Linked DNA regions of Rattus norvegicus: region 1 is linked to region 2. The links are chromatin contacts, called in public Hi-C maps. All regions are on one chromosome and are shown on one strand. Each heading gives the region's core, a stretch centred on a gene start, on an enhancer-like site or on the middle of the called end of the contact. The rest is flanking DNA. Distances are from core to core; before and after follow the strand shown.

The links. Hi-C and Micro-C count contacts between places; a contact is called where the count stands out from the background.
Region 1: a Hi-C map of liver shows a contact between it and region 2, with 2.7 times the contacts expected there. The contact joins two enhancer-like sites. A contact is called at or near these places in 3 of 12 Hi-C or Micro-C datasets (Schwann cells, hepatocytes and liver).

What each region holds. Positions count from the first base shown.
Region 1 is chr2:237,980,384-237,983,083 of GRCr8, reverse strand. It overlaps Ssx2ip (SSX family member 2 interacting protein), which reads right to left. Exons shown (of 15, transcript NM_175597.3): 10 at 1,127-1,277. Among named protein-coding and RNA genes, the nearest start is that of Ctbs, 19 kb to the left of the region's middle. Within about 2 kb of position 1,408, at least 3 of the 93 cell types and tissues checked have an H3K27ac peak or open chromatin away from gene starts, as enhancers often do. A contact at or near this core is called in hepatocytes and liver, where this site is marked.
Region 2 is chr2:237,761,516-237,764,215 of GRCr8, reverse strand. Mcoln2 (mucolipin TRP cation channel 2) reads right to left here. Exons shown (of 14, transcript NM_001039005.1): 14 at 1,237-2,040. The coding sequence ends at 2,004. Among named protein-coding and RNA genes, the nearest start is that of Lpar3, 46 kb to the left of the region's middle. Within about 2 kb of position 1,450, at least 5 of the 93 cell types and tissues checked have an H3K27ac peak or open chromatin away from gene starts, as enhancers often do. A contact at or near this core is called in hepatocytes and liver, where this site is marked.

The sequences.
Region 1 (2,700 bases), core at 159-2,658, 220 kb before region 2:
GAAAGCAAACTAGGGAAGCCACGAGGAGCAAGCCAACAAGCAGCACCCTCCATGCTCTCCCTTCCTGACAGTCTGTGAGCTGTGAGGTGAACAGACCTTTCTTCCCGTGCTACTCATGAGCAAGAGAAACCCTAACTACAACAACTAGAAACTAGTCAGGTTTTACAACCACTGTCAGTCCATGTTGTTCTTAAACAGACATTTAAAAACCGAAAGACTGTCAGAACCTTTACCCTTCTGGGCTTCTCATAGGTTTTGTAAAAGGAAGTTACTGCCTCTGGCATTTTGCATTTTCAAAACTGGGACAAAATTAGACATTTTAAAGAAAAACAACTCCGAGTTCTGACAACTGCAGTTATGCATTTAGGACTAAAGAGACTCGAAGGCGAGCACAGCTGCCAACACTCGCCTTAGAGACCACATCATCCCTGACTGTCATGAGGTTAGCAATGCACCTCATGGAGCCTCCGTTCTCACCTCCCAGCCTTCAGGAGCTGCTGGCTCAGTCACAGCAAACACACAAGATCACAATGTATAACCTTTCTTGATGGTGCTGGAAAGAGTGGTTCTAACAACTGTGAGTTCACACGCTAAATCCTGCAAACTCAAGTCTAGGCAGGCTTCCTATTAAATGGACATGAGACGATGAGCACGTTTCATGCAAAGCCCTGTGGGAGCTACAGTGAGAACTGTACTGTGCCCTTCACGGCTCATGGCACTGGGATGAGACTCACCAGTTAGAACATTTCCATATATTATAAGTGGACTTCATTTATCAACTAGGAACTTTCGTGCTGGAGAGACGGCTGAGAGGTTCAGAGTGTGCGCTGCTCCTGAGAGGCCCCCTAGCTCCCTGTTAGGTGGTTTATAGCTCCCTGTACAAGCTCCAGGGAACCAGTGCCTCTGGCCTCTACGAAACCCACATTCGCATGATTTGCCGGCAACACAGACAGCACTGGACATTGAGGGACACTGTTGTCTGAGGTTTGTTCTGAAGCCAAGCGCACTCCTCTCAGTGTGAAACCCGGAACAAACCAGCAGAGTCTGACCCTGGCTGTGAGCAGCCGCTCTGAGCCCACAGCACTGTTTGTGGGGCCCGCCCTGCACACCGTGGCGCAGAAGTTACCTTGGTTATCAAGTTTTTCCACATGGCTTTTCAGAATTCTCCACTGCTTCCTGATGCTGTTTGTAAGCTGCTCCCTGACAGTGTCACAGGAAAGGCTCCACACACCATCTCTGCTCAGCTCCCCAGCGTCGTCTTCTACATCGGAGATGACCTACGGCACAGAGGGCACACACAAGCGTCACAGTGGCCTTACACCCAGGCACTGGACCAGACCGATAAGACCTATTAGCTAATACCTAATACAAACAAGTTAACACTGGCGACACAGACACTCCTGATCCAGTTAAATCTCTACCAATCTGCCTAACGGATGTCTGGGCAGAGGCAGCTCCTGTCTATGCAGCACTGTGCTGGATGCTGCCATATCTCAACCCTCAAACTGTGCACGAAGGCAAAGTGCAGGCTTAGAGAAGCAGGCCAGGCCCACAGAGCCCAGAGGTCGGACGCGGCTCTGGGTAGTGTCAACTTGTCTGCAGGTCAGGCGACTTCACTAAACGACCTCTAGAGATCAGCTAGAGTCAGACATTAATCCTCATTCTCCTCATGCCATCTCAGGGATGACACGTTTCTCTGATGTACTAAGAACACGTCCAATGTTGCTAAGTTACCTCAGAGAAACAGTGCTAACGGTGCAGGCCAAGCACACATCTACATGAAATAGCCCTTATTTGTTATCAACATCCATGGCAGGCAGACATACTTGAATAATTCAAAACAATACCTTTCAGGCGTGCCAGAAGCCATCTAGAAGCCAGAAACTAGCAAGTGACCTTCCTGAGATGGTTCTGTCATAGACTATAAAGCTGTGACAGATTCACTCCTTTAGGTAAGACTGAGGAGATTACATTTGAGAAAAGATCCCTGTTATTATTAAATTATATATAAATACAAATATATTTAATATTAAGTATATAAATATATTATTAAATATATATTAATATATAACTAAGTATTGACCATTCTCTGGAGCAGATCTCTGCAGACCTACGGAGATGGACTGTCCGGTAGTGATGCTATATAGACAAATAGGTAATGATTTTATGGAATTCCTGATTTCATTCAAATAATTTTAGGTAAAAAGCTTTTAGAGACGGTCTTAGAAAGATGTAACAGAATGACATCTTGCTAGAAAGATGTAATAAGGTTAGAATCAAGAGTGAAATGCTACTACTCTTCATAACAGTAAGTAATAAAATCCAACGAGCTTTCACAGTTACACTAAAAAGGGAAATAGACTTGGGACAATTTTGTGATCAAGGAAAGACATTTAGGTCGAAGGAGAGGGTCACAAGTGTGCACTATGATAAGGCAAGGCCATGTAAAATCTGTTGCTTTGAATTTATATCAACATCCTTCTATAACTCCCATTTTGTGTAACATTTTATTTATGAAGTAATGTTCTAAAGAACTTTTTGTCTAAGAAGGCATTAAAAGGCCAGAGAAAAGAAAGTTGTTGAATGGTTTGGCTTGGGGAGCTTCGCCCCATCCATCCATCATCCATCCATCCATCCATCCATCCATCCACCATCCACCCACCCACCCACCATCCATCCATCCATCCATCCATCATCCAC
Region 2 (2,700 bases), core at 201-2,700:
CTGTGTCATTGTAAGCCAAGATGGCGATTTCTACAAGGGGTGGAGATTTCAGAATGCAACTAAAAGGTAAAAGGGATTATACTCCCAGTCACAGTGAAGTACCCACGCTGAGGTCTAAGAGAAGAGAAGAAAGGGTTTGTTCCAGACCTGTCCCTCAGCAGTCACCCTACTACACCTTCAATAACACCGGAAAGAGAACACAGTGAGAAAAGCCGCTGTTGTTCAGAATGACTAAAAGGAAACAATGTTTCCACGGTAACCTTGAAAAATAGTCTTCTTCCTGAAAGCATTTAAGCCAACTGGAACAAAAGGAAACAAAAGGAAACACAAAAGCTGATTTTAAAAAGTAGCTAAGAACCGGTGATAACATCACAAATTTTCTACTCATATGGCAGTCAAAGCTGCAGACTGGAAATTTAGTCTGTTCAGAGCCAACCAGGCTAGCAGTGGCTCAAACATACACCTGATCTGGAACCAAAGAGAGAAGCCTAGAATCTCATTCTGATGCTCTTTAGTTTTAAAACCAAGCCCTGTGACTCTTGAAATATTTTTTTTTGTAAAAAACAAAAAGAAACTAAAATTGTATTTTTAACTAAGCACTCTGTATGTAGGCATGAGTCTTTTTTCTTTAAAAAAGTTGAAGATTGATTTCTATTCCGTGTATGAGTGTTTGAGTTTCGTGGATCCATCTGTTCCGTGTTGCAGATGTCAGAAAAAGGCATGTGCTCCCTGGAACTGGAATTATGGGGTCATGTAAGCCACAATGTAGATGCTGGGAACAAAATTCAGATTGTCCCCAAGGACAGCAAAGACAGCCCTAGCAGGAAACATCTCCTCAGTTACAGGTCTCATTAACTGCTGGGTTTCTCTGCTTAGGTTTGATGGAAGCTGTGAAGAAGACCAGGGGCAAGGGGCAGGCAGAGAATCAGACAACAGGTCTTGGGGCAGAGACAAAGGCAGGGAATGGCAGGCAGGAGCTGCTCCGAGATGCTAACTCAGATCTCACTCTGCACCTCGTAACCCCCGATAGTTCAGCTATGATGTAATGATCTTAATCTCTTATCATTAGCACGAATCTTTATTAAATAGCATCCATGGACCAACCCCCAAAGCCCCTTCACCACTTGTTTAAAAATGACAGCTCTCTGGTGTAGAGAAAGTAAAGAAGGATGGTGTGATATGGAACTCTCACTCGGTAGACAGCACATTTTAACACAATAATAGTACAAGGCAGCATCACGAAAATAAATTTATTTAAGGAAAAATCCACATTTCCTTCCATGACAAGGGCAAAGCCCCACCACAGTGGAGCTGACTCATGAAATAGGTGGCCACGCCAAGTTTAGGGCCACTCACTCATCACGTGCACAGGGCGGGGAAGCTTGCCTGAGGGGGCAGCCAGGCGCTCTCTCTGTGCTAACGGACACTGCATGTCATGCCTGCTAAAGAAGCAAGCTCACAGTACAACCAGCCATGATCTGAGTTCTAGATATCTGCCTGCTAGTGTTTTGAGTGTGAGCCTTACATGGTTTATCAGTTCTCCAGTTTCAAGTCTTAATTTGGTATTGAAGCCAAATTTATTTCTATGTGGACCATGAATTAATGAATGTCTTTAAATCCAAGGATCACATTTTGAAATGAATCTTTTCCTGGAAATAAACATACACCTTGACCAGGGTTTAAATATTGCTTACACAACTTGGAAAAGGGAATACTTTTTTTTAACCTCTCAACATTATGATGGCACAAATGACCAGACTCCTGCTGAATTTCATTGTCACATTGCCCTCACATTAACTCCCAGGAGAGGCCTACTCTTCACACTCTGTGTTTATCAAAAGTAACTTTGGTATGTCAGTTCCCGTCAACAGCTCACGGACACCCCTCCTTCTGGATCCACAACTTAGTAGGACAATCTTTGAATGAACTGCTGCTGCCTCTGGGCCTCTCCGTACAACCACAGCATGAAGAGGTGTGGACTTGATGGGCATTAGCCAAGGGTTTTAATCAACGAGAACCAAGTGGTCATCACTTCCTCTCCTGTAACAGAGAAGGGGATGAAGGAAAAAGAGAACACCGATTTTAGAAGTTTTGTTTGGATAGCCTTGTGTCATTGTTGCTGTTGTTGTTGTTATTGTTGTTGTTTCTGTTGTTGTTTTAGACAGGGTCTCATGTATCTCAAACTAGCCTCCTCAAACTATGTAGTTAAGGATGACCTTGAATTCTTGATCCTCTGCTTCCCTTCCTAGAATACAAGCATCGCCACATCTGACATTGACAGGGCTTACTTATTATTCTATTATTCAGATAGGAGGGCCCTGCCCAGTCTAGGCAACTCTTCTACCCCTGAGCTATAGCCCACCTGGACTCCCCAAAATCTTTACAAAAAGACTAGAACACACCCTATTCCAGACACACATAGCTCATGTTAGCAAAATGTGAAAGAGGAAGAAAACTGAGGAAGGGAAATGTATGGACTTTGAGGCTTGGATGGAGGCCCCGGAAACAACCCATAAGCAACCACTGTCTCTCAGGATCCTGCTCTATCAGAGTTGATCAATGACTACAAGGGCCAGATGCCTTCCTTCATAGCAGAGAAGGTTTGACAACTCATATCTGCCCAGCCAAACCTTTATCTCCAAAGACCCCCTTCATGTCAGGCTGGGAAGAGGAATCTGAGGCCATGGGGCTCACCCTGTG